2 separate regions of the Oryctolagus cuniculus genome follow, and region 2 is linked to region 1. The links are chromatin contacts, called in public Micro-C maps. All regions are on one chromosome and are shown on one strand. The core of a region is the stretch at or near the end of the contact, and the rest is flanking DNA. Distances in the headings are between cores, read along the strand shown. Region 1 holds the start of U2SURP (U2 snRNP associated SURP domain containing). Region 2 holds the start of XRN1 (5'-3' exoribonuclease 1).

Evidence for each region. Hi-C and Micro-C count contacts between places; a contact is called where the count stands out from the background.
Region 2: a contact with region 1 is called in a Micro-C map of ear pinna, with 5 times the contacts expected there. The contact joins the promoter of XRN1 here to the promoter of U2SURP in region 1. A contact is called at or near these places in 2 of 6 Hi-C or Micro-C datasets (ear pinna and an unstated tissue).

Annotation. Positions count from the first base shown.
Region 1 is chr4:138,833,668-138,840,440 of mOryCun1.1, reverse strand. U2SURP (U2 snRNP associated SURP domain containing) reads left to right here and starts at 4,090. Exons shown (of 28, transcript XM_051818666.2): 1 at 4,090-4,231. The coding sequence starts at 4,187.
Region 2 is chr4:139,437,125-139,443,897 of mOryCun1.1, reverse strand. XRN1 (5'-3' exoribonuclease 1) reads right to left here and starts at 2,691. Exons shown (of 42, transcript XM_070072690.1): 1 at 2,466-2,691. The coding sequence starts at 2,540. ATR (ATR serine/threonine kinase) reads right to left here. Exons shown (of 47, transcript XM_051859026.2): 46 at 5,372-5,477; 47 at 3,237-3,592. The coding sequence ends at 3,419.

The sequences.
Region 1 (6,773 bases), core at 2,841-5,340:
ACGGACCAAATTCTACATCCTCAGGGCTGGCTCAGAGGCTGCTCCTCTGTGAAACCTCTCCCATCTTCACTCTGCTCCTGCTCCCAGGATTAATTACTCCTCCCAGAGTCCTCTCTGCTATCGATCCTTACAGCATCAGTTTAATTATGCATAGTGTTAGTTCACTGCTTCCTTGCTTGTCTCCCCCAGTCCTCATTAAGTTTTAAACCATGCGAACACGGTGTGTTTTTCTCTGCCTCTATAAGTCTCACGCAACACTTGGGACATACTTTTGTAGAGACCAGAGGGAATGAGAAAAAAATCATAAATACTCATATAAATGGCTTTCTAAATATAGCACACACATAAATGATATGCCATTTAAAAATTATATTTTATACGTTAGCACTGTTTTCACTTTCAACTACATAAATGGAGGAAGGGCCACAAACTCCCAGAAACACACAAAACAAACCTCAAAAATATTTTGCACAAATGAATTAGGAAGAGAGGGTCTACAACCCCTCACCTTCTGCTCTTGGGCAAGGTCAAATAAAGTACATTATCAACTTAGGCCAGATACAGAAGGCTCTAGTACAGTATGGCAACAAGGTCCTTCTGGCACCAGACCCCGAGGCTCATGAGCAGCCTGTCTCCCCAGGGGACTTGGCCTTATTAAAGACCTGGAAGGAAGGGTCTCCCTCAGACCAGTTACAGCCCCAGTGGAAGGGGCCCTGCCGAGTACTATTGAGCACTCCTACGTCAGTAAAATTACAGGGAGTCCCAAGCTGGGTACATTTGTCAAGGATTAAACCTCTACCTCTTGAGTTTCCACAGGTGGATCCAACAGATACATCAGCTTATTCCTGTGAGCCAATTGAAGATCTAAAATACCTCTTCAAAAGGCAGAAAAATAAGTAGAACTCTTGTTCTAGCCACAACAAAATGCTGCAATTCAGTGCCCACCTGATGTACATATCTCTCTTGGTCCTTTCTGGGTGCTATTATTGGCAGAAGGACTCCTTGGTGGGTTCCTCAGTGACAAAGAACGACAGCCCAGAAGAGTTTTTCAGAACCGACTTTAAGAACCTGACCTTAGCTGTGGGTAATCTGGCCTACACTTCAGGACGGCTTCTGCAGCAGGCTCTGATTTCGGTACACTCCCTGTCCAGGGTAGTTATGGACGATAGACAGGTCTTAGAGTTCATGTTAACAGAACAAGGGGGCATGTGTGCAGTGCTCACGGGGATCTGCCGCCTTTACTCAAATAATAGTATGTTCTCAGAAAAGGACATCAAAGCCCTCTATGCTCAAGCTAAATGGTTTTATAGTTTGCATAGCGGAAATCTCCCACCACCTACTGTCTGGGAGATGGCTAGACGTTTTTTCTATCTTAAGGGGCACACCAGTAGCACTTGGGGCTATTCCAATCTTCTCATGGTGAATGACAAACTTATATGTTTCAGAACCCAACAGCTTCTGAGAATAAGGACATGCAGGATGGCGGTGACTGAAAGAGCCCCAGCTCATGAAGCTAACTCATTAGATGAGATAGGCAGAGACTTCCGGACCGAAAACAGGCAGGGTCTACGCCCCTAATAAGCAGGAAGTAGCTACAGAAGATGGTGACTCGATGCGCATCAACATCCCCTTAAGATTAAGGTCTGGAGTCTCTGAGGGGGGAATGAAGCAGGCAGGCATGCAGGCTAAAATTGGTTAGATTTGTGAGCTGGAAGACCACGCCTTCGCCACGCCCCTGTGTGACTTCACGCCCAACCTGATACCTTCGCCTTCCCTCTGTGTGACCTAACACTCTACCAGATACCCCCACTACGCCCCCATGTGACATCAGGCTCTACCTGACCATACCTGAGCGCCCACCTGGCCACAAGCCACGCCCCTGTGGAAAATGTATATAGACAGTGAGTGTCGCAAAAGGCTCTCTGCCTCTGCGGTGCTGCCGGTGATAAGCGGTGGATAGCAGCTCAAGGTGCTTGCTGCACGTGGCTTTGGCCTGCTCTCTGAGTGGTATGGACGCTACCCTAGTTTCCAGACTTTCCCCTCTCTCCTATCTGAACTAAAGCCTTCACTTTCCTAGATGCCTCTTGCACTAAATAAAAGCTTAAAACATACCATGCTGCCTCGTTTACCTGTGCCGGTATTTAGAATTCTTCTCTAAATATTAGGCAAGAACCCTCTTGGGCTTATTAATATTGGGGATTTAGTTATAAGCCCGTGATGAAATCATATGGCACCCCAAATTCTGGTAGTACATGTGGCATCCCAGATAGCAATTCTATGGAATTTTAAAGGGCCACATTTCAGTGTAATATTTAGGGGATCTTGTCCGATTCCACTTCCAACCCCCAGGGCAATTTTTTTTAGATTATTTATTTGAAAGACAGAGTTACAGAAGCAGAAAGGGGGGGGGGAGGGAGAGAGAGAGAGATCTTCCATCGGCTGGAAATGACCACAACAGCCAAAGCTGAGCTGATCTGAGACCAGGTGCCAGGAGCCTCCCCTGGATCTACCACATGGGTGCAGGGACCCAAGGACTTGGGCCATCCTCTGCTGCTTTTCCAGGCGCACTAGCAGGATGCTGGATCAGAAGTAGAGGAACTGGCACCCATATGGGATACAGTCTCTGCAGGCTGGGATCTTAACCTGCTGTGCCACAGAGTGCCGGCCAGGGCAATCTTGTAAAATAAATTATGACCAAAGCCCTGTTAGGGCTTGCTCGGCTGTTGGGATACAAACAGTTAACACCTGGTAAAGTGAGCCCCAAATAAGCATGATCCTTGAGACGCCAAGAAGGAATTTTATATGGCCTAAGATTCTGCTGGCTGGGACATCCCAAGCTGATAAGAACATAAACTGTTGACTTCATTAAACACCTGTCAAGGGGGTCTTCTCCCTGTTCCGACCCTCCTTGTGGGGGAATGTCCCCCTGCCAAGAGTCAGCAATATAAACAGACTGTTGCCCTCTGCGTGGTGGGCAGTCTCAGATTCCCAGACTGTTGCCCTCTGCGTGGTGGGCAGTCTCAGACCCCGGCTTGCTGTCCAGTGCGAATCCTACTTTCCCCGGCATGCTGCCCTATCCTTAATGGAAGCCTTTCCTGCTTTAACCAGGCGCCTCCTTGCTTCTTTGAACCCTATAATCCTAAACACCAAGCGGCCCTACCTGCCCTGCTGACGGCCACATTCTCAGTACACCGGCTACCTCAAGGCCCCATGTGAACTTTCTCCCCTCCACGCCTGCGGGGACCTGCACCGCGGGCTGTCGGGACTCACACTCACGCCACAGAGCTGCCACTTCAGCCATCCGCGCCGCCTGTAGTGCCTTTTCCCGCTTGCTTCGCCTGGCTCGTGTCCCGCGTGGCCTCGGCAAGCAAGCTTTCCCGATCTAAGAACTTCGTAAAAAAGTATTAAGTACAAGAATGGCTTATGGCAGCCCCTCCGCTGTGTGACTGAAAGTGAAAAAAGGATGCTAACGCTTAAAGCGCCATTTTAAAAAACGACACACAACTTACACGGAGGCCAGCCGCGGAGTGTTCACGACTTTCCCGCATTCCCTCCTGTCTGCAACGGGCTCATTCTGCAGACGCCCGTTTCTAGCGGATCTCCCTGGGATCGGAGGTAACGTTCCTCCCGGCCCCCCAGGCACAACCCTTATCTCGGTATTCACCACCTCAACGCCGGCAGACCAAGGCTCTGCCTTTCCCATCACCGTGCGCGCCAACAGCGTCTCTGCCGACCCCGCGCCTGACCCCTACTCGGCTCCGACCTATTTTCCGAATGGAAGCAAAGGCTCCTCCCTCAGATGGCCAGCGCGCTGTTTAAGCGCGGTCCTCTTCCCGCCCAGGAAATACAACTGGCTCCCATCCTTCAAGCCTTGGGGCACGGAAAAGACTGTGAAGTATCAGCCTGCCCTCAAAGTGAGGGCAACAAGAGTCTCCAAATTCCCGGACCCCAAAACGCCACCAAGAAGCCAGACTCCCCAAAACACCAGCCGAGTGAGTACGCGGGGTAGCGGAGGAATGTTAACTGACACCGGAAGTCACGTGGCACGACTCGGCCTGAGTTCACTATCTCGGCAGTCGGCTATTCAGCCTTGCAAGCGCCTCTGGCGGGCTTCGCTGAAATCGGCTTTTTCGGCGCTCGACTTGTTCGTGCTGCTGCCGCCGCCGAAGGAGGGGCAAAGCTCAAGATGGCGGACAAAACGCCAGGCGGATCTCAGAAGGCCAGTTCAAAGGTAATTTCTTAGAGGACTTCGCAAGTCAGTGGGTCTGTCGCTGCGTTCTGGGGCCTGCAGGGGCTTCTGGCCCACGGGCGGTCACTGGGGTTGGGGTCCGAGTTCTGGTTGCGTCAGTAGGCCCGGCCTCGCCGCACCCGTGGTGCGCAGGTTGAGAGGCCTGGTATCGCCCCTTAGTCCCAGGCTGGATTCGGCTCGAGACTGGCGTGTCCAGGAGGTGCTGGCGTGGGTAGTTCGGCCCGCGCTTGGCATTGGAGTGAAGTCAGGAATTCAGATTGAGGTCTGAAGCCCTGTAAACGCGTCCCCGGATCCCCGCTCGCTGGGCTCGGAGGCCGCCGCACAGCGCCTAGGAGAGGCGGGAATCGCTTCCCGTGGCTTAACTGTTTCTTTTTTCCTCGGTTCTTCGGTTTTAGATTTCACTCGCTTCCGGCCTTCCTGAATTTCACGCCTGCCGGGGCATAAATCATTTCTAGGGTCGCAGCTTAAGAGAGGAGGGACCAGTAGAGGAAGGGCACGGGGTGGGAAGTGCAGAGGCGGGAGCGGCTCTGCTGTGCGGAGCTGCCTCCCAAGGTTAGTGCCACACTCTACACGTGGTCACTCCCTCACTTTAGGGGAAGTAGAAACAAGCCCTTCTTTCGGGCGTCGAAGACTGGGGTCTCCTTCACCTCCATGTTGTGTGTTGCTCCAGCGAAAGAATTTGCGTTGACTTGGAAGCTGAGACCAGTAAATTACACTGGAGTTTACAGGGGGAGCCGAGTGCACGGATTGTGAAACCGGCCGAGTGTTGAATAGTTTAGGTTCTGGTTAGCATCAGGTCTTACGTGGGCCATCTGGGGCGGGCCACTTAATAGGTTTTGTTTTGTTTTTGCTTTGGGCTTCTTATCTTAAAAGTAAGAGGTACTTCCGTGAAGTAGTTGTTAATCTTTCAGATGCTGGTAGAAGAAATTTTGTCTGAGATGTTAAAAGCGTATATGACCTCAAGTCCTCTGTTAAAAACTTATGTTGACGGTTTAAGGGGAGAGCCTTAGGCTTACAGTTTGTAATGAGAAACATTTTCTGTTAAATAGCAATCTGTATGCCGTTTGGTGAATTCACTAAGTACTTTGCAGTTACCAAACATCCTTTAGTTACTTAGAAATTAAACCACTTTTAGCTGCTTTACATCTTTATTCCCTATCAGTTTTTCTTTCCTTCCTTTTGGGGGAGGGGTGTAGATGAATAGGTGGAAAACTCATCTTACACACTCTGTCCTTGGAGAAACTCAAGACAAAAGCAGCCTCACTCATAGGGAGTGTTAGTAAAGCTATGCTGGTAATAATTCGTGCTTCCTCTCAAAGTATTTGCAATAGTCCGTATTTGAGGCCTTGGATACAATGAGAATATTTCAGTGCTTTTCATGGTTGTAAATGTGTGGCTGCTTCATGTAATTATTGGCTCTTCCATTAATCTTTTTAGTTTATACTGCTTTAGGTTATCATCTGTTGATACTATTCACAGATTCCTTACTCATGTCTGTAAGAGGAATCTTGACTCAAATAATGTTACTGTGATTTCTGATTTCTCTGTTCATATAGAAACCACACAGTGTAGTGGAAAGATGATGGATTTTGATAACCACCAAGAGATTTGGATTCAAATCCTGACTTGGTAATTAATGTTTGCAATAATCTTAAAGCATATATTGCTTAAACTCTTGAACCTCACTTTCCTCATTTGTAGTGTGGACGTAGTCCCTCCCACTTTTTTTTTTAACTGACTATTATAAGGATTAAAGGAGGAAATTAAAAAGTACTTACTTTTCAAAATGTTAGGATATATTTTAATCCTTAGTCTTCAGCCATTGTAATGACCACCCAGGTTGCTTTTACTTATTTCCAACACAATGCTGGAATTTATTAGAATATAAACTTATTTTGGCTAGAACTGTAGTATTTGGAATTTCCAACCTTTATTTCTATGGTTTGATTTGTGTTCTTTGGAGAGAGCAGATAAGGGGCTTATATTCTGTAACACAGATGAAATGAACAGGGACTTCTGTTTTGTGTTAATTCTTTGGTAGTTGAAATCCCATTGATATGGATAGAAATGTTTATCAATCATATTTTTGGGAAATTTTAATTTTAAAATGTACATCATACAGGGTTTTTGCCATTTATCATGGCAAAGTCATTCATGGCTCTTAACTATAAGGAGATGAAATTAGATAACAACCACATTTCCTTTTAAGATGACATGTATGTGTAGTTGAATGACTTTCGTCATGTTGTCCCTAATGAAGAGACCCACCCATACCCTTTTATTTTCTGTGTAATTTTTTTTTAAGATTTTATTTTTATTTGAAAGGCAGAGTTATGGAGAGAAGAGATAAATCTTTTTATCAGTTGGTTCACTCTCAAAATGGCCACAATAGCCAGGGTTGGGCCAAGAAGAAGCCAGGAGCCTGGAGCTTCTTCCCGGTCTCCTATATGGTGCACGGGCCCATAAACTTGGGCCATCCTCTGCTGCTTTTCCCATTAGCAGTGAGCTGGATTGGAAGTGGAGC
Region 2 (6,773 bases), core at 1,442-3,941, 600 kb before region 1:
AATGGCACTGTGACAAGTTAGTTTCAAAGGTTCACAGGACATACACTGCTCCTGCCCTTTGCTCTTTCTTACTGTAGACCTTTCACTAGTCAGTAAAACTCCTCGGACTCAGGCACTGCCCTCTAGTTGGCCAGCAGTCTTTTAGTGAAAACCTCTTGGCTATTCTGGAGTTCTCCTGTTCTCGGTCCTCCAGAAGAAGCCCCAGCTTCCTTCTTCTTGCAGATGTCAACGGTGCCTATGTTGTTGAGAGTTTGTCTTCCCTGGCTGTATTTTGAGGTGTGTGGGGATACTATGCCCCGTGGATTGTTAGAATTGTTTTATGGGTCTTAAATATTGCTATCTAGTTTCGCTTTCTGTTTTTACCTGAGGAATCAGGACTAAGAAAAGGATGCTGTGCCACCACTGCCATTTCACGGAACACTCTCCCTCGCAATCCCTTCTACCCAGGACTAGCTTTGAACCACCGGGACTTACTTAAGCATGGTCATCTTGTCTATAAGCACTGCTTGACAGAGGGTAGCCTGGTAGCCCTTCTGTCCCTTTTAAGCAAACACTTTTGAAAGACATCACTGTGATGAATGAAGTTTTAAAGCTTACTTCAAGTGGAATTTAAAAACAATTTTACTTAATGTGGAATTAAAAAATTTTACTCTCAGTTTCTATCTAGAGTAAAGTTTTCAGAAAACTTACCCTTAGTGCTCATGTCATAAACTGTCTTAGACTATTTTTGTTCCTCAGTAACAAAAAAAGTCCTCAGGATGGAGAGAATCCAAGATATTTTCATTAAACCAAGCTCTGTGCCAAAGAGTGCTGAATAAAAATAGTACTGAGCAGGGGTGGGCATTTGGCACAGTAGTTAAAGCACTTCTTGGGACATCTGCATCCCTTATCCGAGTGCCTGGTTTCAGTCCTAACTCTCCTCCCCATTCCAGCATCCTGCAAATGCTGCGCCCTGGGAGGGAACGGGTGATGGCTCAAGTAGTTGGGTCCCTGTCACACACATGGGAGCCCCAGATTGAGTTCCTGGATCCCAGCTTTTGCCTGGTCCAGCCTTGCCTGTTGGAGGCATTTGGGAATTGAACCAGTGAGTGGGAGATCTTTTGATTTATCTCCTCTCTGCCTTCTCCTTCAAATAAAATTTAAAATAAATAAGTAAATAAAATATTGCTGAACAAATCATGCATTATTAGGTCACTCTGGCAATCATCTTACATGTTCACTTTAGAACTAAAGTGACTGATGTGTGTGTGGCAGGTACTCAAATGTTTGATGGAAGGATCCAGGAAAAGTCAAAGTAAGTTGTATGTCTTCAGTGTACTGGTGTCCTTTTAAAACTCTCTTCTCAGGAAATAAATGCATTCCTAAATCTAACTCAATGCACTGTTCCAAATAAATTAATCATAAGCCAGTGTTTTGGTATTTTTGAAAGCCTTTTCTCATGTACCAAATCTGATTGGAAGTCAACAACAAACAATCCTTTGCAGAAGTTTAAGTCTTCCCCCAAGTTTACAAATATTTTCAAAAGATCAAACCATTATTTTACAGCACGATGGCATTCACGGAGTTACTTCCCTCCCCCTATTATTAACACAGCGCTACTCATGACAACTAACCCAATCAGCCACATACATTTGAAACTGCTTTTTTTCCCTTGTAAAACACAATACAAACAAAAAGAGCTCTCAAATTCACCGAATGGGGCCGACATTAAAGTTTCATCCAAAGTCTAGCTTATCTATCGGACAACTGCTTTCTCTTCTCTTCCCACAGTTGCAAAATACAAACTACATTGTTGGAATCTGCATTGCCCTGGTTTCAATACATGCCAAATATTCGTAGTAGGATCAACGCTCAAACAACCCCTCTCTCCTCCCCAAAGTCTCAAAATAACGCCCGCCGCACGTCCAAGTGCGGCTCTGGCAACAGCGGAATTGGTGTTTCTTTGGGATACCAGAAAGAGTAACAATCGGCATCATAAACGTGACCCTTCGGGCACGTCGGAAAAGTCCAGGCGTGGAGGCGGGGTGGGATGCAGCTCCCGGCAAGGAAAAGTAAACAAGGTGATTCAACCGCGGAGGCGGCTGTTATTGTTCGTAGACACCGCGGCTTCAGGTGGGAAGGGGGGACGGCCACACCAGCTTCGCAGCCCCGACAGAGGGAACAGCGACCTGAAGCCCCCCTGGGGAGGAGCGGGGAGCCCCATCAATATCGTTCCCTCCCCGGACTTCATCTCCAAGGCGCGGAAGGCCCCGCCGAGGCGGGAGAGCTGTCAGAACAGCCCGAAGCCCCGCGCGTCTGTCCCCAATTCAGATCATCCCGGGGTCTTCACACCTTCTTGGGCTGCCTTCGCCACTCGTCGGGCCGACAACAAGCGAAAGGCTAGAAACCCCGGGTCTCGGAGCGGAGGGAGGGCCGCGCAGCCCCCAGTGCTCAGCCTGCCGAGCTACCGCGCATCGCTCACCCACCTGATGCTCCTTCACCACTTCGCTGAGGCAGGGATACCGCTCCGAGATCCATCGGTAAAATTTGGGGACTCCCATTTCGACCGTCAACACTAATTCTAGTCAGGGACAAACCGAAACCAAACGCCCCGCCGGGGCCTACGCCGCCGCCTCCGGACGTCGCTCCGCCGATGACAACACACCGGCCGCGCGACCATAGAGAGCGCCCGGCGGGCCTAGAGCGGCCGGATTCGAGGCCGGGCCCGGGGCGGGACTCAGCCCCGCCTACCCTGGCCGCCGCCGGCGCCGTGGCGTCACAGTGCTCCTAGCGGCTGTGCCGCGGCCGAGGGTCTGAGGAGTTCCGAGGTCAGCCTTCTGCGTTTCGGGAAAGGCCAGTCGTGCTGGGGGGGTTGAGGTGATTTTTAAAACTCCATAGAATTTTAAGTACAGCTGTTTTCCATGACCACGGGTTTGTACATTCTTTATGCCCACGACACGGCAGGCAGCACGTTTAAATTACAAAATGTTTCTTTAGTTTTCTTAAGATTTTTTTCCCCCTGTGTGTCATAGGGAAAACATACCAGAGTTTTAAGTGAACATAATGATAGCCTGTTTATAGTTCTCTTACAAGCACAGTACCGTGCTCACTGTATTTGATAGGATTTTGTTCAAATGAATTCCTGGGCTAACTAGTACTTTTAAAGGGAAATTGATAAAAGTTGTGAAACGAAATTAGGCTAGACTGTTTCTTGCAAATCCATTTGACACATTTCTCCACGTAATCAAATACACATGTTAAGAAATAAGTTTTATTTCTTAATAACAACATATATTATTTAAAATACTATTCACAATTGGGCAGAAGTAATACCAGTTGCTCTAAGACAAAGAAACATGCGGTACTTTAGAATTGGATACAGCCACAGATGAATATCAAATGCATTAAAGTCAGGTTTAACATTTGAAATAATTTCATTTCACATATATGGGGTCCAACCAAGGTACATTTGGCAGAGTAAGTTCGCATCAGTAGCCTCTTGGATAAGGTAATGCACATGTCCTTCAATAGATAATGGCAGCCCTGTCACTCTATTTCGGGTCTTGATTACACCCTGTAATCGCTGCTCGATGTCAAGAACATGAGTCTTAGCCTAAAAAGATGAAACAGAAAATCATTAGAGAAAAGAATTCAGTATATGAGGATGTTGATAATTTCTTGATATTTATAAATGCTGACACTGTTTTGCTGATCAATACCTCTTTTATAGGGGCTGATGTGGAAAAAAGTAAATTTTTTATATGAATTTTTGAGGATGTCAATCTTAATTCAAAATGAATGGCTTGGACATGTTTCTGTATTACATGAAATGGCAGGGAATTCTTTGAACATTATATTTCTAGAGAAATATTTTTAAAACTTTAATTTGAAAGGCAGAGAGGAAGGGATGGGAAGAGAGAGAGAGAATTCCCATCCTAGTCTTACTCCTCAACTGCTTCTAACAGCCAAGGTTGGGTTAGGCTGAAGCCAAGAGCTGGAACTCAGTTTAGGTCTCCCATGTGGGCAACAGGCACCCGACTACTTGGGCCATCACCTGCTACCTCTCAGGGTGCATGTTAGCAGGAAGCTGGAATGCAGGATGGGGCTGGAACTTGAACCCAGGCACTCTGATATATAAAGCAGGCATCCCAAGATGCAGGGTTAACCACTGTACCAAATGCCTTTCTTGAAAACTTAAAATAAATCTGGTTTGAGGGGTTGGCATGGTTGCACAGTAGGTTGAGCCATGGCCTACAATGCTAGCATTCCATAGGAGTGCAGGTTTGAGTCCCAGCTACTCCACTTCTGATCGAGCTCCCTGCTAATGTGCCTGGGTAAGCAGAGTAAGATGGCCTATGAGTGCTAAAGCCCCTGCCACCTCCATGGGGGACCTGGATGAAGTTCCTGGCTCCTGGCTTTGGGCTGGCCCAACCCTAGCTGTTGTGGCCATTTGGGATGGGAAAGTGATCTCTCTCTCTCTCTCTCTCTCTCTAATCTGCCTTTCAAATAAATAAATAAATCTTTTTAAAAATCTGCTTTGAAACTGTTTAAGACCTAAACATTTGATTGATATTCTATAATAACAGCAACAATGTTCTAATGCCTAATATTTAGGCAATGTTAGTAAATGAAAATAGAGTTCTAAGTGACCTATTTGGAATTCTACAAGTCTATAAAGAAAGCATATCAGATGTTATTAGGAAAAAGGTCCTCAATCTATTCTAACTTATAAAAACAACTATCTGTAAACTTGAAGATTCAATGAATTTTATAAAAGATTTATTTATTTGAAAGGCTGAATTAGAGAGAGGCAGAGAGAGAGAATCTTCCATCTGCTGGTTCACTCCCCAAATGGCCACAACAGCCAGGACTGAGCCAGGCCAAAGCTAGAAGTCAGGAGCTTCTTCTGGGTCTCCTGTGTTGCTGCAGGGGTCCAAGGACTTGGGTCATCTGCTGCTGCTTTCCCAGGCACATTAGCAGGGGAGCTGGATCAGAAATGGAATAGCCAGGACACAAACCAGCACCCAAATGGGATGCTGGTGCTACAGGTGGTGGTTTTTACCCATTAGGCCATAGCACTGGACCCTCAACTAATTTTAATAAGGACTGAGTCATTACATTTGTCAAGATGGATTTTGGCACACTGGCATCATATTGAAACTGCTCTATAAATGAGGGTAATTTATGCTCACTTTTCTCCAATCTGCCTCGTTAGTTGCAAGTTCTCTGGTTAAATGCTAACATTAGTAATGACAATAAAACGTAAGATATTGTCAAACTATACAACTAGGTTTCAGAGAAATTAATAATCACCAACAGGTTTGAGAATCAGTTCTCATTTGTAGAGACGTACAGTGTCAGCTCATATCAAGCTAGACGTATTTCTACTGACCTTTTCGTTGAGGACTTCCCCAGTTTCGTTCAGTGATGCTTTGGAATGCCCTTTCACTGGTTTACTCCACTCCACAAGAGGATCATGCAGAAAAGTCTTCAAGACACTACAATTAAAACAAATAGCATGCTACTAATACAATGTTATCTTTGCAAAAAGAAACCTTGTTATAATCTAAGGACTAAGTAAAGGATGAGAAATTAATGGTAATAGTCTTTTTTTTAAAAAAAATTTATTTTATTTATTTGAAAGAGTTACAGAGAGAGCCAGAGCCAGAGGTAGAGCCAGAGCGAGAGCGAGAGCGAGGGAGGTTCTCCATCTGCTGGTTCACTCCCCAAATGACTGCAAGGGCCAGAACTGAGTTGATCTGAAGCCAGGAGCCAGGAGCTTCTGAGTCTCCCACATGGGTGCAGGGGCCCAAGGATTTGGGCCATCTTCTACTGCTTTCCCAGGCCACAGCAGAGAGCTGGATCAGAAGTGGAGCAGCCAGGACTTGAACCGGCGCCCATATGGGATGACAACACTGCAGGCCTGGGCTTTAACCTGCTATGCCACAGCACCAGCCAATACTCTTACAATACCTTAGTTTATTACTTTAAAAAAAAAAAAAGATTTTATTTATTTGAGATGTAGAGTTACAGAGAGAAGGAGACAGAGAGAAAGAGATCCCCCATCCACTGGTTCACTCCCCAAATGGCTACAACGGCCAGAGCTAGGAGCCAGGAGCTAAGAGTTCCTTCAGGGTCTCCCACATGGGTGCAGGGGCTCAAGCATTTGGACTGTCTTTCACTGCTTTACTGGCCATAAGCAGAGAGCTGGATCAGAAGGGGAACAGCTGGGACACGAACATCCCCATAGGGAATGCCAGCACTGCAGGCAGGGGCTTAGCTTACTGTGCCACAATGCCGGCCCACTGTACTGCCTTTTTAGTAAGGTATATGAAATTATTGTTGTGGGTGAAGAGAGGGTAAGGGAATGATGGGCAGAGAAGACTCAAGATAGTAGACAGAAGTGTCTTCTGGAGGTGCTAAATAGAACAAGATGAGTTTTGTATGTCATCTAAAATGTATGCTATTAACTGGTAAATAAATGTTTATTGCATGAATGAATTTCATCTCCTGCCATGTTTCAGTGGTCATATAATACCTATTGCCACCTAAAGACCCAGCCTAGATCTTTATTTTGTACTCTAGAAGGAAATCTAACTAATCATGAGAAATACCCTCTTGGATATGTTCCAGGCATCCCAAACTCAGTATCTTCAAAACAAAACTCATTACCTTTTCCCAACATTTCTCTCATATTCCTGAAATCAGGAAAGAACAATATCATTTGCCCATTTGTCCTGGACAGAAATCTAGGAATCATCTTTGTTCCTCTTCCTCCCTACCTACCCTTATCA